Linked DNA regions of Sus scrofa: region 1 is linked to region 2. The links are chromatin contacts, called in public Hi-C maps. All regions are on one chromosome and are shown on one strand. Each heading gives the region's core, a stretch centred on a gene start, on an enhancer-like site or on the middle of the called end of the contact. The rest is flanking DNA. Distances are from core to core; before and after follow the strand shown.

The links. Hi-C and Micro-C count contacts between places; a contact is called where the count stands out from the background.
Region 1: a Hi-C map of skeletal muscle shows a contact between it and region 2, with 7 times the contacts expected there. The contact joins the enhancer-like site here to the promoter of MSRA in region 2. A contact is called at or near these places in 1 of 5 promoter capture datasets (skeletal muscle), 3 of 47 Hi-C or Micro-C datasets (heart right ventricle and skeletal muscle) and 1 of 2 datasets of contacts at active chromatin or transcription factors (skeletal muscle).

What each region holds. Positions count from the first base shown.
Region 1 is chr14:13,692,994-13,698,397 of Sscrofa11.1, forward strand. All of the region lies in intron 7 of MSRA (mitochondrial peptide methionine sulfoxide reductase), which reads left to right. Among named protein-coding and RNA genes, the nearest start is that of PRSS55, 72 kb to the right of the region's middle. Within about 2 kb of position 3,183, at least 14 of the 83 cell types and tissues checked have an H3K27ac peak or open chromatin away from gene starts, as enhancers often do. A contact at or near this core is called in skeletal muscle, where this site is marked.
Region 2 is chr14:13,332,003-13,337,109 of Sscrofa11.1, forward strand. It overlaps MSRA (mitochondrial peptide methionine sulfoxide reductase), which reads left to right and starts at 3,116. Exons shown (of 8, transcript XM_021072631.1): 1 at 3,116-3,854. The coding sequence starts at 3,719. LOC106505903 (a long non-coding RNA gene) reads right to left here and starts at 5,033. Exons shown (of 3, transcript XR_002338415.1): 1 at 4,118-5,033.

The sequences.
Region 1 (5,404 bases), core at 1,933-4,432, 360 kb after region 2:
GTGGTTAACGAATCCAACTAGGAACCATGAGGTTGCGGGTTCGGTCCCTGCCCTTGCTCAGTGGGCTAAGGATCCGGCGTTGCCGTGAGCTGTGGTGTAGGTTGCAGCCACGGCTCGGATCCTGCGTTGCTGTGGCTCTGGCGTAGGCCGGCGGCTACAGCTCCGATTAGACCCCTAGCCTGGGAACCTCCATATGCCGCGGGAGCGGCCCAAGAAATAGCAACAACAACAACAACAACAAAAAGACAAAAGACAAAAAAAAGAAATGTTTCCGGACCAGTACCCCCAGGTAGAAGCTCCAGGTTGTGAAGTGAATGAAACTCCCCAAGCCAAGGGAATTGTGAGTCTGAGGTCTGGCTCTGAACCTGAGGTTTCAGCACCTATGATGCCAGCATTCCCTGTTTAGTGGGGTCACCATTGCTTGAGGAATTGTGTGGCCTTTTTTCTTTATAGTACCGCTTCTGTTCTAGTGCCCTGGCAGCAGTGATGCCTGGCTTGGCAGCTTTGGGCAGTATCCCCATCGAAGTAGCCCAACAGGGAAGACTTCTTGGGCAAAGCCTTCCCTTACCCTCGCGGTTATTCAGCTGGGTGTGCTCTGAGACCTGACCTTGTGTTCTGATGCGCCCAGTGGGCATCCAGTGAAGGCTTCGAGCATCTGCTGTGTGTCAGCTTCTATGCTTTTGTGCTTCTAAAATTGGTATAAGGGTTGCCCTCCATTCCCAGCACTTGGAGACTGTGTCCTGTTAATCCATGGAGTCAAATTTGTGGTCCCACTTTCCCAACTACATAGGACACTGGGACATGCATGTGAATGTTCTACCCTTGTCTCCTGGCTTGACCATCCCTTAGAATGTCTGTTTTCTCTGGTCCTGTTTTATTTTTCTCAGCCACCTCTACTGCCTGGGGAATAAAGTATAAACAAACAAATGAACACAGTTTTTTTTTTTTTTTTTTTTTTTTGTCTTTTTGTCTTTTTTTTAGGGATGAACCCACAGCATATGGAGGTTCTCAGGCTAGGGGTCTAATCAGAGATGTAGCCATTGGCCTACACCACAGCCACAGCAACACCGGATCCAAGCCGCATCTGCAACCTATACCACCGCTCATGGCAATGCCGGATCCTTGAGCCACTGAGCAAGGCCGGGGATCGAACCTGTAACCTCACGGTTCCTAGTCGGATTCTTTGCCACTGAGCCACGATGGGAACTCCATTTTTTTGTTGTTGTTGTTGCAAATGGATACATTTTTAGAAGCTACTTCCCTTTGAGTCCTACTCCTCCAAGGCCTTAACAGTGACGCTGGTACTTTGTGGGAGTTAACAAATGTAAAGGAGCCAGAGGACAAACCTTTGACCTGCAGAGAGTCCCTGGGGCTGGGTGTGGGGTGTGGGCAGAGGTGAGAACAGCCCAGGTTGGGGGAGCCCTGGGGTGAGCCCCCATGGAGTGTGTGTGCCATGTGCCTGGAGGGCAGGGCCCCATTGTTCCCATGTCTCCATCCATGACGGTAACTCAGATAGGGCCAGGCACATAACAGGTGAACTCTGAGTTTGAATTGGAGACCTCTCTGCTAGTGAAAATTATTTTTTTCTTCTACCGACTTCATGTTCTCTTGCTTTAGATTTCCGTTATTCAACCTTGAACACAAAGATGTTTTTGAAATACTTGATAGCTGGATTGAAATATAAATACCAAAGCTTTCTTTGAAGAGCATTTTGTTTTCTCATAATAGTCTTTAGGACTTTCCTTTTTTGTCTTTTGTCCTTTTAGGGCTGCACTCACGGCATATGGAGGTTCCCAGGCTAGGGGTCTAATCGGAGCTGTATCCGCTAGCCTACACCACAGCTACAGCAACTCGGGATCTGAGCCGTGTCTGCAACCTACACTACAGCTCACAGCAACACTGGATCCTTAACCCACTGAGTGAGGCCAGGGATCAAACCCGCAACCTCATGGTTCCTAGTTGGATTCATTTCCACTGCGCCACGACAGGAACTCCTCTTTAGGACTTTTTATTCCTGTTGTTCTAAGTTACCAAAAAATGACAAAAGCAGAGGTAAAGAAGTGAGCCCCTATGGCAGCTTGGTGAAGAGAAGTGCACAGAACTCCTCTGTTCTCTCTCGTTGATGTGGGAAGCCTTGAACTCAGGCTGTAACATTCATGTTACAAAAAGTAGTGTGGATGCAGCATAAAGGAAAGATGATTGGCTATTACTCTGGGGATTTAATCAGAGAAAATCAACAAATTTGTAATTTTGTGTAGAAATCCACTGTGGAGTCTATTAAAATGTTGGGATCCCCTGTCCAGTTGCCTGTCCATGGTGATAATTGTCCTCAACTCCTAACGGGACTCCACTGGCCTTCCTAGCTTTAGGAAGCTAAATTCCTTTCATTCCGTCCAGAGACCCCTCTTATAAAATGTCTGGCAAATGGCCAGCCTCTATTCGAATGGTTCTGGGGCCTCCATTCCACCAGCAGAGACCTCTGTCTGAGGGTTGGTTTTCTTGGTGACGAAGTGGCTACATCCAGCCTTTCTGGGATCCCACCTGCTGGTGCTGGTCTCAGATTTAGAGCAGGACAGAGCTGGTATTCTCCCTTTTCCAAAAGAGGGCTTCCTTTGAGGCCAGCAGTGAAGTTCCTCCTGAGCCTTCTTGTTGGGGGCCGAGCCCCCTTTTCTCCCAGAAGGGTCCCTTGGTCACCGGGGTTGCCTCCTCCCTGAGAGGGTCCAACTTGACAGTGAAGGAGCGAGCCAGGTGCCCGGGCCCAGACAGGGTTTTGCCGGGAAGGCGCTGGTGCCTCTGCGCATGGTGCAGGGAGACGTTGCCTGCTGCCAGCAAGTCCTCCACCAGCTGTTCAGCCAAAAATAAGTTCTCAGCTGCTGAGGGCTGATCTTTCCGCTCCCCTTCTTCTCGGAAGCCGAGCGTCCAGCGGTCTGCCAGCTGGAACTGGGAGATTTAGGGATTTTTTTTTTTTTTCTCCAATTCAGCTGAAAGGAAAAGCAGGATGAGGTTTTTCCTTTCTTTTTTAACCTTATTATATCAAAGGAGTCATCTTGTTCTTAAGGGGGAAAATACCACCATTGCTTCTGAATTTGCTTTTCAAATAGCGTTGGAAATGGTGGGGCTGCCTGGAGCCTGTCCCCGTTCCCTGGCAGAAGCCCCTGTCGAGAGAGCCGGATGTGGCTTCAGCCGCGTGGAGGGACGGCTCTGGGAGAAGGCCCGAGGACTGGGTTCGGCTCAGCAGATCTGCTGCCAACCCTGGGATTGATAAACTGCCTATTTGCACAGAGGACGTGAGCAGCTGCCCAAGCGGTGGAATTTTCCAAGGGCTGCGGAACTTTAAAGCAGGCACTTGAAGTCATGCCTTTATTTAGCCGATAAGTGTTAGCACCTGCTGGGTGCCAGCTGCAAAGGTGAACAGAGGACAGTCCCTCACTGTCCCGGGGAGAAATGGACAGGAGGGCAAACGAGGATGGCATTACCAAGCGAAGTGGTCTACAGGTGACCCTGCAGTGTTGGAACAGGACAAGCCTGCAGTAAATTGTTGTGGAGTTGGCGATGGTGGTGGAAGGAGCGTGGATTATTCCCCACATTGTTGTAGCTAAAAAACCACAAGGGACGTGCAACACACATGAATGAAGTTCTGCCTCACTTGGTCTCGGGGGAACTTCTCACAAAGGAGGCGATATTTGAGATGCTTTGGAACAATAAAGTGGACAAAGGGAGCAAGGACTCTTGTGACAGGAGGAAAGGAACAATCAAAAGCATGAGGATTAGAACAGGATATTTAGGGACCAACAGCATTTCCAGTGCATCTGATGCGGGTGGGTGTGTGTGTGTGTGTGTGTGTGTGTGTGTGTGTGTGTGTGTGAGGGTGTGTTAGGGTGGAGGAGTGCTGTGCTGCCTTTCCAGAAATGGGGCATCTTTGAGGAACCCCTAAGCAGCAGAGACCAAGTCAGCCAGGTTGTTACTTGATCACCCTGGAGGAAGTGTGGGGGCTAGGCTGGACCTGGGTGGAAGTGGGGATCGGGAGATGGGTTACAGGAGAAAAAAGAAAGAGAGCCTGGAGTAAGACAGTGGTGGAAAGAATGGAAGAGATAGATTTAAGGGGGAAAAAATCAGAAATAAGATTAAGAGGACTTACTACCTATCCAGTCTGGGGGTGGTGGGTTATAAACAATGAGTGAATGAAGGCTGGAGAGAGCTAACATTACAATTTTCCCTGTGAGGCTGGCACTGGACCTGAGACAGGAAAAACGGAGTGGGAACAGATGTGGGAGAACAGAGGGAATTATGTTGGTCTGTGCTGACTCAGTGGTGCACCTGCTTTGGGGGCTGTCGCCAGAGGCATTAATGATCTGGTTGGAAAACGGAGGGGATGGGCGGTTGTCAACCTTTCAGGGGAGCCACGTTACACATGTGGTGGCAGAAAGAAAATGGGAAGGGACAGTATTAAAGAGGAGGGCTGAACCCTCACATACATGGTCAATTGATTTTTGACAAGAGTGTCAAGACCATTCAATGGGGAAAGGACATTCTTTTCAGCAAATGGGGCTGGGAAAACTGGGTTTTGACTGAATGCAAGGACAAAAGGATGATGTTCCCTTTCACTGTACATAAAAATTAACTCAAAATGAATCAAAGGCCTGACTTTCAGAGCTAAAACTATAAAACTCTTAGAAGAAAACAGAGAGGAAAATCTTCATTGAATCTGCAGTGATTTAATGCAGATCTGCATTGGATTTGGTAATGATTTCTTGGCTATAGCAACAAAAGCACAGGCAACAAAAGAAAAATAAATAAATTGGAATTCATCAAAATTTAAAACTTTTGTTCACCAAAAAACACAAGCAAGAAAGTGAAAAGACAGCCTACAGAATGGGAAAGCCTATCTGCATTGTATATCTTGTAAGGGATTAATATCCAAATATATATATTTTCAATTTCTACAACAATAAAACAACTCAATTAAAAAATGGGCAAAGAACTTGGATAGACATTTCTCCCAAGAAGATATACAAATGGCCAATAAGCATATGAAAGAATGTTCAACTTCATTAGCCATTAGGGAAATGCACATGAAAACCAAAGCCAGAAACCACTTCACACCCATCAGGATGAATATTATCAAAAAATCAGAAAATAGCATTTATTGATGAAGGTGTGGAGAAATTGGAACCCTCATTCATTGCTGCTAGAAATGCAAAATGGTGCAGCCACTTCAGAAAACAGTTTGGTAGTTCCTCAAAAAGTTAAATGTACCACATGGAAGGCAGCTATGCTCACCACTATACCCCCAACACTATGTTAAATGTACCATATGATCCAGAAATTCCACTCCTAAATATATGCCCAAAAGAATGAAAGCAGTGACTCAGACAGATGTTTGAGCACACAGGTTCATAGCAGC
Region 2 (5,107 bases), core at 1,866-4,365:
TAAAAAGATGTGCAGCTTCCCAGGAGTTTATACTCTTCAATATACCCTTCAGATATAATTATGGAGAATCATGGCTAAGAACCTCCGAGCGGGTAAAGCCAGTACCTGCAGGTGCAAGAAACAAGGTGTTCCTTCTAGTAAGCACAACTGAAGCCCAACCAAGAATTTACTCCACCATCGGGGCAATCTTTGAAATTTCCCTTTTGCAACATTTGATTAGACTGTGGACTATTCTTCCCGCCACCTTTTTTTTTTTTTTTTCCAAATTGATTTTCCTATTCCTACTTCATCACTGTATACTAGGTATGTGGGGAACGAAGTGGGAGAAGAGAACAGTCATCTCATTTTTAAGTTTATAGATCACTGGATCATGAGGAGTTATAGCTAGACTTGTAAAGGACCACACATCATCTTCAGATTGTGGACTTTAAACTGGATGCAGTACTGCTTGGGACTCTGGCTTCTTGCCTTTTAAAATAGGGTGTGTTCTATATGTTAGAAGAAGGAAGTGTATAGATAGATAGACAGATAGATAGATAGACAGACAGACAGGCAAATTTGGGTAGCCAGACTAGTGGACTATAATAGAATTGTCCACCAAAGTACATCCTTATCTTCTTCCTTTATTATTTGAACTGTCAAGTGTTAGCTGGATCCACAGTTGCCTAGTTAGAGAACATCTCCCACCTTCCTGACAGTCGGATGTGGCCGTGTCTCTATCAGGTCAATGGAATGAATAGAAATGACGTATGCTACCTCTGGGACCCACTCCTAGGAGTACTGACATGTGCACCCCTTTCCTTTCTGCTAGGCTAAGATACAGATGTGATGGCAGGTTCTGGGATAGCAGTTATGTATGAGGACAGTGCTGCCCTCTGGGTCCTAGACCACCTACCTCTTAGCATATGAGAGGAAAAAACCCCCCAAACTATCTCGTTTCACATGCAGTATCTTTGGGATACAGCAACCTAATCTGTATTCCAACAAAAGCTACTTTTGGAATAGAGCATTAAGTATTCTTTCCTCCAAGGGGCAAGGTAGAGCCATTCTTCCCCGCACCCCTAACCTGGGGCATGTGGAAGTTCCCAGGCCAGGGACTGAACCTGCACCACAGCAATGACGGTGACCACAGCAGTGACAATGCCAGGTCCTTAACCTGCTGAGCCATAAGGAAACTCTGGCAAAGCCATTCTTGAACACATGGAAAAGAAACTTTTGCTATTCTAAGTCAAGGTTTTGACCCAATTAAACCAAATACATAATCACTGAACACTTAATTTGAGCCAATTCAGTGTGAGCTGTTACAGAAGAAAGGTCCTACTCTGAGCTGAACTACCTATTTCTAGATTGTTACATAAGAAGAAATAAACTTCTATTTTGTCTAAACTGCTGTATTTTGGGTCTTTGTTATATCAAAGAGGATGCTTAGACTGCATCCTAAAGAGCATACATTGTTAGAATTTGTTGGAAAAGCAGAGCATAATCACAAAAATAACACATCAAAGCAGTGTGTGCCCAGTGGGGAATATGGACAAAAAAAAAAAAAAAAGACTCTCTCAGTGTGGAGGAGCTCAGAAGGGATTAGGAGTCCAAAGAAAAGGAAACTCTCGTGGTGAAAATGGCATCATTGAAACAGGAATATTAATTCTTTCCTCAACAAATCAACCAACCAACCAACCAACCTCAGTGTAACTTTTCTCTCAACTATTCTGGTAAAGGAGATAAGAAACACCTGTTTTATGAAAAAAAAAGTTTTTTTTTCTTCTAAAATGTTTATTTTTTAAATAATAATAAAAGTAACACAGCCATTGGAACACTTGAGAACACTGTAGCAATGTATAACATTTTAAATCAGAAGTTTAAAGAAAGTGAAAACCAGTCAACCATGAACCTGAAAACAGCAAAACTGCCAACACTGTTTCAATTTTTTCCAGCCTTTTCTCCGTGGGTGTGCAAGGGGAGGTGTATGCATTTTATATGTATTGTGCATACTACACACACACACTGTAGCTTTGTGTGCTTTCTCACTTAACATTATATAAATATCTCTCCTTGACATGAAAAATTCTTCAGTTCTTTTTTATTTTTGGCTGCCTGGGTGACCAGGGATTGAATCTGCACCACAGCAGTGACCCCAGCCACTGCATTGACAATGGCAGACCCTTAATCCTCCGTGCCATACAAGGACTCCAAAAAATTCTTTAGTTCTTAATTTCATAAATGAACCACAGAATAGAAAAGGCAAGTAAGTATGTATTAAAAGACAGAAATGAAAAAGAAAAAAGAAAAGGAAAAAAAAAAAAACTTCCTTTGATAGAAGAATGATCTTATCATCTAGAAGGGACACCCCCTACATACAAGGTAGTGCTTTCAGGAAAGGCCTGTGGAACCTTCTTCGTATAATCTCAGAGCAAAACCAAAGCAGAAATAAAAACTGAGGCACGCTGCCCAGCTAGAATCTACATTACAAAACAAACACTTTACATTTTCTTTTCTTTTTCGCTTTTTAAGGCCGTGCCTGCAGCATATAGAAGTACTGGCTTTTGCCACAGCCACAGGAACGCCAGATCCCAGCTGTGTCTGCGACCTAGGCGCCATAGCTCACGGCAAGGCCGGATCTTTAAGCCGCATCTTCTTGGATACTAACCAGGCTTGTAACCCGCTGAACCACAACGGGAACTCCCAATTTTAATGTTACACATCTGCCATATTCTAGATATAGTAGGGCTAATCCTCCCGTCCTCTTCAGGTTAACAGTCCATACCACATGAAAACAGAGCAGTAACTGAATCCACGGGGGAGGCTGGGTCCAAGCCTTCTCATTTCTGTGGGTGCTAATCTGAAGTTCCTTCCTTCATGAGACTATCCGCCCATTTTGGCAGAACATTCGTGTAAAACCAAAATTTCACATATGGAACTCTCAAGTCACCCATCTGCCACCACCCACCTTATTTTTTGGGGTTGAAAATTTGTCACAGGGACAAATGTTATCTCCTACGATTTGAGAACCAAAAATGATCCGACAGCATCAAAAAGTTCACCTAAACTACGTTAATGGGGTATCAGTGCCTTGCTCCTCTATTCCCCTCACCCCCAGAATGGGTTTATCAGTGTATTATTTATATGTGCATATATATACATATATAATATTATATTTAATTATCTTCCGTACTCTGAGCTTTTTGAAAATTGTGCTTAATTTTCATTTTGGATAAATACTCATCTTTTTGAGAATTTATTATCATAATGGTTCCCATGGAAACAGACATACATTCTAGCTCATAAGGGAGGTCGTGGTACATGTTACCGGACTTCGTGAGCAATTGCTAGGGAGGTTGTGAAACCGGGCTGAACTTTAAAGTCAAAAGCCGGCACTATTTTTTTGGCCCTTGCCGCCTCACGTACTTTGTGCCGCAATTGCAACTTCTGTGCTCTGCTCAGGAACTTTGTACTGAGAGGAGTTAACGAAAACTTGCTCGTGTCTCTCAGCCCCGGGCGGCCGCTCAGGGCGATAAAACGTCCCCTGTCCTGGCACGCCCAGCCCGCGGTTGAGACTGCAACCGTGATTGACCGGCAGCTGCCTGACCCGCGGCGCTGGTTCCCCGCTGACCTGAGCCCTCCCGCCGCACGTCCTGCGCCAGCAGCCAGACTCCGCAGCGGCGCCTAGGGACCTGACCGCGCCAACCCGCCCGGGAGCCCCTCGGTCATCCGCCCGCCCATGTTCTTGGCCATCAGGAGGGCCAACCAGCTCTTCCACAGTGTCTTTCCTATCCGGAGAATGGGTGACTCCGCTTCCCGGATTGTCCGCCCCCAGGAGGCCTTGCCAGGCCGGAAGGAGCCGATGGCCGTAGAGGGTAAGGAAGCGGGCAAGCACCGAGGGCGCAGTCGTCGCCGCCGCCGCGCACGCGCACCAGGCCCGCCGTAAGGGAGTCCTGGGCCGGCCTCTGGAAGGTCAGCAGAGGGGGGTGTGTGGAGGGGTGTGGGGGTGTGGGTCTGCGCAGGCGCGAAGGGCGCCGGCCGGGGAGGGGCGCGGGGTCGATCCTCTTTGTTTAGTTTGTCACCTCCACCTAAAAGAGCACAGACCACTGACGGAATCCAGTTTGTTGGTATAACTCACCTAGGCCGCAGACTTTGGGCGGGGAAAGTGCTGACCCGATTTCTGCCGTTTCTCACCGGTGTGAGTCTCTTTTCTTTTTTGCATCAGCCGCTGGAATGAGGGCCACTTACACCAGTGATGCGGTGTTGTGTTGTCCCTGGAAGCAATGGAACGATGAAAACTGCAGTTTTGAAATTGTATCTCACTCTAGTGTTCGGGTTGCAGGAAACACCCTCAGGTTGCCATTATCCTCCAGGACTGCCCTGTTTCCCCCAGTGGGCAGGAGCTGCCCTTGGCCCTGTGCTCCGGGGTCTGCGTGTGTGTGTGTGTGTGTGTGTGTGTTTGTGTGTGTGTGTGTGTGAGAGTCATGCAGAAGAGCTGTGTGCCTCTGTGTGTGTGTCAGTCATGCAGAAGAGCTGTGCTTCCCAAACTTCCAAATAATTTTCCAAATGTCATCCCAATACTTTTGGAAAATATAGAAATTATAATATATAAACTATAATAAAAATGAAATGTTAGAAAAACGATCACATGTTTATATGCCCAGTAATGTTCAACTACTGTAAAAGTTTAACAGAACTAAGTTTCTGGCTCAGCCCTGTAGAAGGTCACAGACAGCATGTGTCCACCAACCTGAGGACCATACTTTGTGTAGGATTGTCATGGTGCAGTGGTTTTCACAAAGTGTGGTCCCAACAATAAGTTTTACTCATTATTATTATTTTTCTATTTTGGCCCAGAATTTTTGAGGCCAGGGACTGAACCCATGCCACACCTTTGACTTGAGCCACAGCAACAATGACGGATCCTTAACCTGCTGAGCCACAAGAGAACGCCCCAACAATATGTTTTAAATAAACCTTTCTTGTTGTACTAATGCCCTGGGTAGTTAGTAAACCACTGCTTTAGAGTGGTTGGAAGATGTAGTGGTGATTAATCTTTTACAGATGTCTCAATGCCAAGATAAATTCTGAAGTTAAAAATTTCCTATGAATTCTTCCATTTTTCTTT